4 separate regions of the Sus scrofa genome follow, and all the other regions are linked to region 1. The links are chromatin contacts, called in public Hi-C and HiChIP or PLAC-seq maps. All regions are on one chromosome and are shown on one strand. The core of a region is the stretch at or near the end of the contact, and the rest is flanking DNA. Distances in the headings are between cores, read along the strand shown. Region 1 holds the start of FABP5 (fatty acid binding protein 5). Region 2 has its middle 45 kb from the start of FABP4. Region 3 has its middle 26 kb from the start of FABP4. Region 4 has its middle 13 kb from the start of PMP2.

Region 1 (3,017 bases), core at 152-2,651:
ATACCACACGGAAGATGGAGGTGACCACAAAATTAGGGCAGGAACTTGAAAGGGCTATGGCGCTGGGGAGTAAATGTCCTGAGGCATGCTGGAAGATGACAAACCAACCTCAGCTTTCAGTTCAAGGAAGGTACAAGAACTAGTGTCTTGGTATAATTCAGGGCTGTAGCTCCTATTCTTAATCCCATAAGGAGGACAGGGAGCTAGGGGCAGTCAGGTGTGGTCCTATTTCATAAGCTCTTGAATGAGAAGGACTTGGGCAGGCATTCTGGTTCTGCCACTCTGCAAACTTTCCCTGCCTGATTTCCCTTTCAGAAAATTGGAGTAACCCTCTGTAGCACAAAACGGAGTGGAGAGCAGAGTTAATGGGTATAAGGTGGCCAGGAAGTACAGCATTCAGCATAAGTGGCTACTCAACAAATAGACCTTACCTCCACCAAGGTGGCTACCCTCTGTGTGTGGCAACTTCCTCACCTCACACCAACTCACTCCCACAGGCACCTGGGAGCACAAAGTAAGATACTGTGACACGCACACTTTGAAAAGCATAACATTCTATACCCAGTATAGGATATTCTTAGGATTAAAGGTGAAGAGGGAATGCATTGGAGTCTTAAGACTTGGGAGTCAGAGAGGAAAGCTTGAAGGGCTCACTCAGCGGAAAATACAAATAATAATACTTTCTTGAACGGGAACACTTAATAGCAAGGGCAGTCACTTAAGCTGATAGCTTCTACAGTCTCAGTTTGGAAACCGAACTTCCTGGGACTTTTCCAGCTACCCGGCACCTTCTGATAAAATGATCTAACTTAACTCAGGTATATTCCCATCCAGAGACCCCAGTTAGGCTGGGAGTGCCCTGAGCGTGGGAAGAAAAAGTTCTCTCCCCAGGGGCTAAGAGACAGGTTTGTCCCCTGACTATGAGCAGTGATTAGGGACGAAAAGAAGTCTACCAATCCATCAGTCACTCAAACCAATCCCTACCCTCGGAGCCCAGCGAATGCTAATCTATTCGTTTGGGGGTGTTTTGAATGGAAGAGAGGCGGCGGCTGGTGGATCCTCTGGCCCAGGAAAGACATGTCGTGTCCGCCGGTAGCGCCCCCCCCGGTTTACTGGACTTGCAGAGGCACGAGAACGGGCAGGGCCTGGCGTCCGGGGCGGCGTGGGGCACGCCGGGCGAGTCCCCGCTTGCAGGAGGCGCCAGGGGAACCCTCGCAGAGGTGGCAGGTGGAGCTGGTTCGCACGTACGGACCCCCCGGGAGTTAGGCCCGGGGGCTTGGGGGGCGGGGAGGGGAGGCGGGGAGGCGGGACGGGCGGGTGAGGCGAGCCTCTCATTGGCCGCAGGGAGCCTCCCAGCGCGCGCGCCGCCTTTATAAAGCAGCCGCAGTGGCCCAGCGGCTGCACGCCAGGCTCCCGGCACCCGCACGCCAGGCTCTAGGCACCAGTCCGCTTATTCGCTCCGCACGCCCGTCCGCGCCCGCCATGGCCTCCATCCAGCAGCTGGTCGGAAGATGGCGCTTAGTGGAGAGCAAAGGCTTTGACGAGTACATGAAGGAAGTAGGTGAGGTTCGCCGCCACGCGGCACGACAGCGTGGCACGTGTGACTGTGTCCCTAAGGCACCCCCTCGGCGTGTTGGGCTCAGGGGCTAGGCAGGCTCAATGCCTACCCTCGATCCCCTTAGCCCCTTCCACATCCCACGCCCACCACGCGGGCGAGCGGCGGGGAGGGCGCCTCCCTTTCGTCCCAGGACCCTGGGGACCATCTGCCTCGTAGCTTGCCCCGCTCTCTGCTGCTTTCCCCTGCCCCACGCGGTGGCTCCGCACTGCTTCCTGCCCTTCAGTGCGCTCACCCCCTCTAACCTCCAGCTTCATGTCTTTGACTATCCAGGCAGCCCCCCTAACTTTCTGTTTTCCTTCCCCCACCACTCCTCCTGCTCCTTCCTCCTCCTGCCACCGTCCACTCTCTCACACTCGCCCCGTGGTGGTCGCACCCACTCGCCCTTGAGCACCCTGCAGCATCTTTTGTTCCTAGATGGCGCGCGGGTCCCCCTCCTTCGTCTCCGCGGGGACGCGGTTTCCATCAGAAACCCTTTAGAGAGTCTGGACCAGGCTTCCCGCTTCAGCCTCTATTCCGCTCCGGGGGCATCTCCCCCACCCCCAAGCCCTCCACCTTCTCTCGCTGGGTGCGCAGAACCCTGTGGGTTGGCACAACTCCCTGGGGAGCGTCGGGGCATCCTCGCCTTCAGGCCCCAGAACAGCGCTCAGAGGCGTGGCGCTGGCAGCGCTGACCTGCTGGCACCGCCTGGCCGGGCGCCACAGTGAGCCGGTGGCCTGTGGGAGGGGTGCGGTAAGATCACCCGTACTGGGAGTGGGCGAGCGCTGCGACCCTGGCCTCGGCATCTTGAGGGTGAGGAGCAAAGAGGCTTTGTTGGAAAACTGCAGTCATACAAACTGCCGGCCCTCCTGGGGCTGTTTTCTAACTAGTGTCCAACATGGGCGTGGCCTTGCAGAAAGCACTTAACATCTTAAAAGCCTTCCAAGGATGAGTGATTCTCAGGTAGGAAGATTCAAGTTCTCTGATTCAGAATAGTGCCTGATTTTCTTTTGTTGTTTTCCTAAGCTGGTGACACGGATTGTATGCTGTGTTGAGACTGGACAGATTAACAAATAAAGATGAACGTTGTTGCAGGCCTTTAGGAAGTTGGATGGTGTAGCATAGCAAAGATCCTATCTGAGACCACTGCTGGGACTGTGGGGATCCTTTAGATAGAAGCCGCCCTTGCACAAACGTTTACCTGAGTGCTTTCTGGTGCAGAAGTCACTACAGAGACCTAGGTCCTGTGGTACTTAGGTGACACTCCTTTACTAGCCTTTAGGCAAGACATCAGCTGGTTAAGGCTGGCTCCCTGGTGAATCTTGAGTGTGTTTATAATTCTATGAGTGAAACAGGAAGGCGGTGTTTTTTTTCTCCACTGTAAATCTAGATCAAGGTAACTGGAAAAAGCAACCTAACTGCA
Region 2 (3,017 bases), core at 190-2,689, 230 kb after region 1:
AAAATACTATCTACCAGCTTACTCCTTTTGGTGGTCTCTTTTCCATCCTAGTCCTAAACCTGAATCAAGGAGTCATCATATAAAGTACCATACTCTGGAAAAACAGACAAGACCAAATTAAGCTCAGATAGATCATTGTATTTGAACTTTAAGATTTTATTTGGTGCCAACTTATTTTCAGCAGTTGTATTACTCTCAGGTAGTTCAGAATGGCATCTACAATTCCATTTATTTTACAACTTTGTCAACAGTAAATTTGTTGGATGATTCTTTTGTGAAGAAAAAGTTTTATGAGTGCCAAAAATATATCGAGGAGTAAGTAAAACTTTTGAAAAATATTTTATTGCATAGGCCAAGACTTTGTTTTGTGTGTGTGAAAAATCACAAGTTTCAGCTTTAAAAATACATGGGTGAAACTAATTCCAACTCCCCATTGGTAAGATCCCATTTTATTTTCTTACCCCATCGATATAAAAAGATGATAACAATTGTCACAACAACAACAATCGCTACTGTTTATGTAGCACTATTTATTGTGTGAGGCCCTCTTCAAAGAGTACTAATATATGAATCCATATAATGTTCACAACTTTATGACATAAGTACTATAATTATTCCCTTTTGCAAATGAAAATAGTGAGTCAACAAGAGTCTGTGGCTTGCCCAAAGTCAAACAGATGATTGGTGGCAGAGGTGGGATTCACACCCAGGAAGTCATGAACCAGAGTCTGCATCTTCCTCCCCAAAGTTTAGAGGTATCTCTGATTAAATTCTACTCTACTCCAATACCATGTTATATGATTATTGGGATGCATGCATCTCAGAGTTGACATGTCCATTGAGTTGAGCCAAAATGATTTACTGTCTCTCCTGAAACTGAGACAATGGTGGTCACCAAATTTCTTTCTACTCTCCTGTATTTTCCAGGCTTTTCAATTCTAGCAGGGTGTTTTTTTTTTTTTAATTTAGTACGGACACCTTTATTAAACATTTTTTATCAAAATTCTTCTTCCATTTGATATCATACAGGAATTTGGAATCTCATATTATTTAACAACTTTTTTTTTTTTTTTTGTCTCTTTGCCATTTTCTTGGGCCGCTCCCAGGGCATATGGAGATTCCCAGGATAGGGGTCTAATCAGAGCTGTAGCCGCTGGCCTACGCCAGAGCCACAGCAATGGAGGATCCAAGCCACGTCTGCTACCTTACACCACAGCTCACGGCAATGCCAGATCCTTAACCCACTGAGAAAGGCCAGGGATCAAACCCACAACCTCATGGTTCCTAGTCGGATTTGTTAACCACTGAGTCACGACGGGAACTCCTATTTAACAACTTTTAAAGTGATAATTCATTTCCTTTATCAGGACCTCACCCTGCATATTGTATAATAATCCTCTAGTGAGTGCATTCATTAAAATGACAGATATTTATTGAGCAACCATTATGAAACCACCCCTGGGTTCTGTGAAACAGAACAGATGAGAAATCTTTTCCTTGAAGAGTGTACATTCTACAATGAGGGAACAGACAATAAACATAAAATATAAATGAATTGTGTATTGTAAGTGGATTATGTATTCTAGTTGGAGTCCATAAGATGAATGAAACTCTATGAGTTAAGTTACTTCCAGGCTTAGTAACAAAAAGCCCAGTGTCTCTTTTCCTCTCTAATTGACTGAGTTCAGAAGCTTTAGATCATCCAGCTACAAGATAGTGGAACCTCCCTTGGCTTGGGGCCTGGAAAGTTTAAGAGGAGCAGATTACCCTAGGCCCCATTTCCGGCCCCTTTCCTCCCCACCACATACAGAACCTCCTGTAACCCCACCACAATGCTGAATATATATTGTAAGTTAGAAATAAACTCCAACTGTGTAAGCCATTGAGCACTTGAAGAGGACTGTGCTATAACCTCGCTGATACCTGCCAGTACAAGTTTTATTCACTGTAATTCTATGTGTGGAAAACTGCTACAAAAGGTAAAGCAGAACTTTGGTTTCTGAGACAATAGAGAAATGATTCTCAAAATATGTTCTGCTAAGTGTCTTCATCAGTATTGTTAAAAATACAATTTTCAGAGTTCCCATCATGGCTCAGTGGTTAATGAACCCGACTCACATCCATGAGGATGCGGGTTCAATCCCTGGCCTCACTCAGTGGGTTAAGGATCTGGCATTGCTGTGAGCTGTGGTGTAGGTCACAGACAAAGCTCGGATCCCATTGATGTGGGCTATGGCTTAGGCCAGCAGCTGTAGCTCCGCTTCAACCCTTAGCCTAGGAACTTCCATATGCTGCAGGTGCTGCCCTAAAAAAACAAAAGACAAGAAAAAAAAAAACAAATAATTTTCAAGTTCTGGCCCCAGATATTTGTCCCTCTATGGATAGGACCTAGAATAGGCATATTTTATCAACAGTCTAGGGGATTTGTATGCATATTAAAATTTGAGATCCTAGGTTTTAGCCAAAAGTTTATATAACACAGATTTTAGCTCTGTTTGCTATAACTGCTTACTTACTTGGGATGCTTTCATAATTAACATTCTTGGAAGTTCCCATCTTGGCTCAGTGGAGATGAATCTGACAAGCATCCATGAGGATGCATGTTCGATCCCTGGCCTTGCTCAGTGGGTTAAGGATCGGGAGTTGCTGTGAGCTGTGGTGTCGGTTGAAGACGTGGCTTGGATCTGACATTGTTATGGCTGTGGTGTAGGCCAGTGGCTACAACTCCAATTTGACCCCTAGCCTAGGAACCTCCATATGCCGTGGGTGAGGCCCTAAAAAGATAAAAAAGAAATTAATATTTCTTATGAAATTTATCCAAAAGTGTTGAAGGCCTCACCTTGGTTTTATGGCCACCTGGTGTGATTTCCTCAAACTCTTCCCCCTGTTTAAAGGAGATCTCATCATGTTTAAAGATGCTTTTTTTCAACATCACTCATTATTAGAGAAATGCAAATCAAACCACTATGAGGTACCACCTTACACCAGCCAGAATGGCCACCATCAAAAAGTCTACC
Region 3 (3,017 bases), core at 298-2,797, 210 kb after region 1:
ATGTTGCTGTGGCTGTGGTGTAGGCCAGCAGCTACAGCTCTGATTAGACTCCTGAAAATTTACATATTCCATGGGTGCAGCCCTAAAAAAGCAAAAAAAAAAAAAAAAAAAAAAAAAAAAAAAAAAAAAAAAAAAAAACTTTATATTCAGCAGCATTGTTCTTCTAGGGAATTTCTAGAATTCACCATCCTGAAACAGTATTGGAAACAAAAGTTTGTTAGTGGATGAGTCCATCAAGCAGTAGCAAATATATAGAAAGTCAAAAGATAAGAATGGCCAAGATAGCATAAGACACTGAACTCACTTCCTCCCACAAGAACAACAAAATTCCAACTCTTTGCAGAGCAACTAACAGTGAGTACAACCTGAAGACTAGCAGAAAAGATCTACAACTAAACAAACAAGGAACCAGTGCTAGTCCAGGGACCTCTGGGGCCACACAACCAGTTGTTGGCCCTGCCCACCAGCTGGTAAATGTGAACCCCAGCACCCAGTCTCACCCACTAGTGGACCCCCTGGGCCCTGGACCCACCTGCCATTGTGCTGATACTAGCCCTGGACCAATCATGGCTCTACACTAAACCATATTAGGACTAGGTCCTCTCATAAGAAAGTTGGAACAGCACCAGGACCCCCTCCCACCAATGGGCCAATACCTACTCCAGGACCTCAGAGGCCCACAGCCAGAGATCCAAGGACCTAAACTTCCTCTCACCAGGCCAACAATAGCCCTTGGACCACCTTGGCACTGCAATCAACAGTATCAAGACCTGGCCCACCCACCAGCATGCCTGCATCACCTAGAGATGGGCCCCAACCAACCCACCAGCAGGCCAAAACCAGCTCCAAAAGAACTCAGACTGCCCAGCAAGCTGCCATGGGATCTGACTCCATAAACCAATGGATCAGCACTCTCCCTGGGACAACAGTTTCCATAGCTGGCCAACTCATGACCCAGCCTGGTCCACCAGTAAGTCAGCATCAGGAATGGGATTCCCCACAGCCAGGACCTAGTCCCTCCTACCAGCATACTGCCTATGTTTTATTCTGGATGTTTTATGGTTTCAGATCTTACATTTAAGCTTTAATTCATTTTGAACTTATTTTTGGATACGGGGTGAGAAAGTAGTCCAGTTTGATTCTTTTGCTTGTCACTGTCCAGTTTTCCCAGGACCACATGTTGAAGAGGCTAACTACTCCCTATTGTATATTTTTGCCTCCTTTGTCTTTGACATCAGTTTTAGAAATATTTGTTTGGATGTCTCCTCAGGCAAGGGAACCAAAAAGCAAAACTAAACAAATGGAATTACATCAAACTAAAAATCTTTTCCAAAGCAAAGGAAACTATCAATCGATCCAAAAGGTAGTCTATTGAATTGGAGAAGATGTTTGTTGTCAATTTATCCAATAAAGAATTTATATACAAAATATACAAAGAACTCATACAATTCAACATCAGAAAAATGCACAGCCCAATTAAAAAGGGGAAAGAGGATCTGAATAGACATTTCTCCAAAGAATACATACAGATGACCAACAACCATGTGAAAATATGCTCAGTGCCACTAGTCATCAGGGAAGTGCAAATCAAAACCACAACGGATGTCACCTCACACCAATCAGAATGGCCATCATCAAAAGTCTACAAACAATAAATGCTGGAGAGGGTGTAGAAAAAAGGCAACTCTCCCACATTGTTGGTGGGATTGTATAATAGCACAACCACTACAAAGAATAGTATGGAGATTCTTTAAAATAACAAAAAATAGAGCTACCATATGATCCAGCAATACCACTTCTGGACATATATCCAAAGAAAACTCTAATTCAAAAATATGCATGGACCTCAATATTCATTGCAGGGCTATTTACAACAGCCAAGACATGGAAGCAACCTAAATGTCCATTGATAGATGAATGGATAAAGATGTGGTACATCATGCAATGGAGCATTGTTCAGCCATAAAAAGAATGAAATATTACCATTTGCAGCAACATGGATGTAATTAGAGATTATCATACTAAATGGAATAAGTCAGAGGAAGAAAAGTATCATATCACTTATATGTGGAATCTTATAAAAAATTACACAAATGAGGAGTTATCATTGTGGCTCAGCAGGTTACGAAACCCAACAAGTATCCATGAGGATGTGGGTTCCATCCATCCCTGGCCTCACTCAGTGGGTTAAGGATACAGTGTAGCTGTGAGCTGTAGTGTAGGTCTCAGTCATGGTTGGGATCTGGTGTAGGCTGGTGACTACAGCTCTGATTCAATCCCTAGCCTAGGAACTTCCATATGCCATACCTGCTACCCTAGGAAGACAAAAAGGAAAAGAAAAAAAAAAAGAAAGAAAAAAGATACAAATGAATTTACAAAACAGAAACAGACTCATTAACATAGAAAGCAAACTATGTTACCAAAGGGAAAATGTGGGGGAAGGATAAATTAGGAGTTTGGGATTAACAGATACACACTACTATATGTAAAATACATAACCAACAAGAACCTACTGTATAGCACAAGGAACTCTACTCAATATTCTATAATAACCCAACTGGGAAAAGAAGCTGCAAAAGAATGGATATATGTATAACTGAATCACTTTTCTCTAAACCTGAAACTAACACAATACTGTAAATCAAGTACACTTCTATTAAATTAAAAAATAAATGTAACACAGGAAAATAACCAAGTAAACAAATAAAAATAAAGGAAAAAAGGAGAGAAAATACAGCAAATAAGAGATTGGGGCAAGAATATAGAGAAAAGGGAAGCCCCATGCACTGTTGGTGGGAATATAAATTGGTGCAGCCACTATGGAAAGCAGTATAGCGAGTCCTCAAAAAGTTAAAAATAGAACTATCGTGCAATTCAGTAATTCCTAGATATTTACTCCAGAGAAATGAAAGCATTCTTGCGATGGTCTATGTCACAAATATGTATAACAGTTTTATTTGTAATAGCTGTGTAATATCTCTCAAGAAGTGTTCAAAGGAAGATTTGCTTGTACAACT
Region 4 (3,017 bases), core at 133-2,632, 130 kb after region 1:
TTTCATGGACTCCCCTGTCTTTTATGATTTCTAAAAGAGAAATTCCTCAGCTTTCCTGTGGAATCAGGAATTTAACAGGAAATCTGTTAAGTCAGGTATTTAATGATCTCTGGGCTATGCATGTAACTTACCAGAGAAACAGAAAACAGACAGATTTCCTGTTTATAGTTTAACACTCCAGACCTAGCCATTTCAAGAGCAAGGAAGGGCAAGTTAGATGTGACAGCACATTATAATGGCATCTTATTATTTTTTGTTATCTGTAAAATTCCTAGGAAAAAGGATTTACCTTGACTAACCTGAGTAAAAATCTAACCATCTGTTTATTTTCAAACTCAGCATGGATGGAACCTCAGTGTGCAGGAGATTGTGGTCAGAATTGAAATGGTCATAATTCATGCATTTATTTATCCAGCAAATATTTACAAAGCCTCTTTAGAACTCAAACACAGTGAGTGTAAATGTTTTAAATTAAAAATTTCTTCAGTTGAGCTCTCAAACTAGAACTGTAGATGTCAATACATTGCTATCTTATCATGGTCACACAGTGAAGGGAATTATTGAATTCTTTTTCTTGGAAAGGAGAAAAAGTTAGCATGGGGTTGATAGCTCTGTAAATATTTTTTACAAAAAAAAATTGTAAATCCTAAAATTGAACCCTATCATCAACTTACTCTACATTATTTTACAACTTAATGTAGTTTATATACATTAATGATGCATTCATCATCTGAAAACATGTAATTATAGAAGACCAAGAATAATAACACTCTGATGCCAAATGCCAGATTGTGCAAAAATTCATGTCCATCTGGAATTTCAGCAACGGAGGGATATTATCTGGTCTTCTTAATGATGTGAAACTTTAGACTTGTCAGAGAAGCAGTTTTCAAAATGCTTTAACTGCAGAAACATCAATCCTTTGGTGCTGCTGGAATTGTCCCCCTGTCCTACTAGGCCAGTTGAAACTGTTACACAAGTTAGTTACTAAAAGAAGGATAATATATTTCAGTAGCTAGTAGCTAGTCATAGAACTTGGAACCTGAGAATTATGCATTCCATCTCTGATCTTTTTTTTAATAGACAGTAAAAGGTGAGATGTTATTTCAAATTTAGTCCCATACCACATTTTTGAGTAAATTGACCTTACTTTCTAAATTCTGCTGAAAGATGATTTCTTTTTGGTGAAGGTCTAGCATTATTTTATAGTTTGTTTTCCCTGTTGATCCACATTTTGCTATTTTTAAACCTTCACTTTTCCATATGTCATGGAGAATTGGCCAATTATTTTGCCTCCCATGGAAATAACAATGAGGTAAACACTTCCTTCCCTAACAAAGGACCTGATTACATCTGGGTTGATTTTAGAGTAGTATTTTCACTCTCTGTTGTTATTTAGGATCACACGGGGAACATTTGGTATTTTCACTCTCTGTTGTTATTTAGGGTCACATGGGGAACATTTGGTACTCCTGGCTTTGATGACCTTTGACTCTGTTTTAATTGGTAGCCACATAAGAGACTACATTAAAATTTTAACTTTGAAAGTATTTGGCACAGTGATTCTCACCCCTTCCTGGGTTGTTCTAGGAAAAATACCTATGCCTGGGTCTCACGCATCACCTAGATTATGACTCAATGTGTCTGCGGTGCCATCTAGTAAAGGAATGTTTAAAAACTTCCAGGTGATTCTAATGTGCAGCCACATTTGGAGAGGTACCACATGGTTTACAAGAAATCATCCTAAAAGCTAAGCAACAGTGTCATTTTAAGAAATCACCAGGTAAATCTTTAGTCAAGAATTTGAAATATTATGGTCAACATGAATCTAAGACTCTTACTAATAAAATCCAATAACTATGCTACTTTTAGACAATAATGTGTTAGTGAGTGTTTAAAACTATTTCCTCTGGCACAAATTGTAAATCGACTGTACTTTAATAAGAAAACAAAACAAACAAATAAAAAACCCATCTCCTCAAGAAACAAAGCTCTAATTGGTTATGTTTTAACTCTCTCCCTGGTGTAAATATTCCTATTATGGGTGATCTCAAGTACCAATGGTTTAAGAATCAGCTTGCCAAATTTATGAAAATGATATAATCAGCTCTTTTGAGACAGTTTTAAGCCAGTTCCAGCACATGGCTGCATATTAGAGAACTGACTTCTAAGAGACTTGACATCAGATAAATTACTTATCCTTTGGGGATTAAATGTATTTATTTGGGCTTTGTTTAGGTTACAGTAGATAATCATCAATTATCATTTTGCTTAGATTAGCGGAGTTATATAGAAATGTTTGTTAGTTTTTCTTTTTCTTTTATTTTTTGGCTGTGTCTATGGCATGTAGAAGTTCCCAGGCCAGAGATCAAACCCTAGCCACAGAAGTGATGCTGACAGATCCCTAACCCACTAGGCTACCAGGGAACTTGTTAGTTTTCTATGGATTCATTTTAATAGGCTTCTGGACTATTTCTACTTTTGTGGAAATAATGTTCTTAGTAAAGTTAGTCACTAGGTGTACAAATCCACATCCGCAGCTCTGAGATCCTGTGAATTTCTCATGTTTGAACATTATGTGCATCCCTAAGAAATAATAACAAAATACTTGTAATATGTTTTTCCTCTGCCAACCACTGTTCTAAGCACTTTACATATGTTAATTTATCTTTTGATCTCAACTCTTTGATGTATAGTTTATTATTATCCCCATTTTTACAGATAAAGATACTGAGGATTTGGGAGGTTAAGTAACTTACCCAATGACGCATAGCTAGTAAGTGGCAAGTTGGAATATGAACTAGGCAGTCTGACTACTCTTAAGCAGCTTATATCAAAAATAACTAGAGAGACAGGGGATTAAGATGGTGGAATAGAAGGACTAGAGCTCAACTTCTCTCCTAAAAACAACAAAATTCACAACTAAAGGCTGAGAAATCTTCAACCAAATGGACCAGAAACCTTCAAAAAGATATCCTACTCCAGGAGACAAAGAGGAGGCCACATCAAGAGGTAGG

What was found. Hi-C and Micro-C count contacts between places; a contact is called where the count stands out from the background. HiChIP or PLAC-seq counts read pairs in DNA pulled down with a chosen protein or histone mark.
Region 2: a contact with region 1 is called in an H3K27ac HiChIP or PLAC-seq map of alveolar macrophages. The contact joins the enhancer-like site here to the promoter of FABP5 in region 1. A contact is called at or near these places in 11 of 47 Hi-C or Micro-C datasets (alveolar macrophages, brain, embryonic fibroblasts and 6 more) and 2 of 2 datasets of contacts at active chromatin or transcription factors (alveolar macrophages and skeletal muscle).
Region 3: a contact with region 1 is called in an H3K27ac HiChIP or PLAC-seq map of alveolar macrophages. The contact joins the enhancer-like site here to the promoter of FABP5 in region 1. A contact is called at or near these places in 17 of 47 Hi-C or Micro-C datasets (alveolar macrophages, blood, brain and 10 more) and 2 of 2 datasets of contacts at active chromatin or transcription factors (alveolar macrophages and skeletal muscle).
Region 4: a contact with region 1 is called in a Hi-C map of retroperitoneal adipose tissue, with 2.5 times the contacts expected there. The contact joins the enhancer-like site here to the promoter of FABP5 in region 1. A contact is called at or near these places in 6 of 47 Hi-C or Micro-C datasets (heart right ventricle, omental adipose tissue, psoas muscle and 2 more) and 2 of 2 datasets of contacts at active chromatin or transcription factors (alveolar macrophages and skeletal muscle).

The regions. Positions count from the first base shown.
Region 1 is chr4:55,280,969-55,283,985 of Sscrofa11.1, reverse strand. It overlaps FABP5 (fatty acid binding protein 5), which reads left to right and starts at 1,401. Exons shown (of 4, transcript NM_001039746.2): 1 at 1,401-1,561. The coding sequence starts at 1,483.
Region 2 is chr4:55,050,288-55,053,304 of Sscrofa11.1, reverse strand. No RefSeq gene overlaps it. Among named protein-coding and RNA genes, the nearest start is that of FABP4, 45 kb to the left of the region's middle. Within about 2 kb of position 1,439, at least 1 of the 83 cell types and tissues checked has an H3K27ac peak or open chromatin away from gene starts, as enhancers often do. A contact at or near this core is called in alveolar macrophages, where this site is marked.
Region 3 is chr4:55,069,386-55,072,402 of Sscrofa11.1, reverse strand. No RefSeq gene overlaps it. Among named protein-coding and RNA genes, the nearest start is that of FABP4, 26 kb to the left of the region's middle. Within about 2 kb of position 1,547, at least 5 of the 83 cell types and tissues checked have an H3K27ac peak or open chromatin away from gene starts, as enhancers often do. A contact at or near this core is called in alveolar macrophages, mesenteric adipose tissue and omental adipose tissue, where this site is marked.
Region 4 is chr4:55,147,331-55,150,347 of Sscrofa11.1, reverse strand. No RefSeq gene overlaps it. Among named protein-coding and RNA genes, the nearest start is that of PMP2, 13 kb to the right of the region's middle. Within about 2 kb of position 1,382, at least 5 of the 83 cell types and tissues checked have an H3K27ac peak or open chromatin away from gene starts, as enhancers often do. A contact at or near this core is called in retroperitoneal adipose tissue, where this site is marked.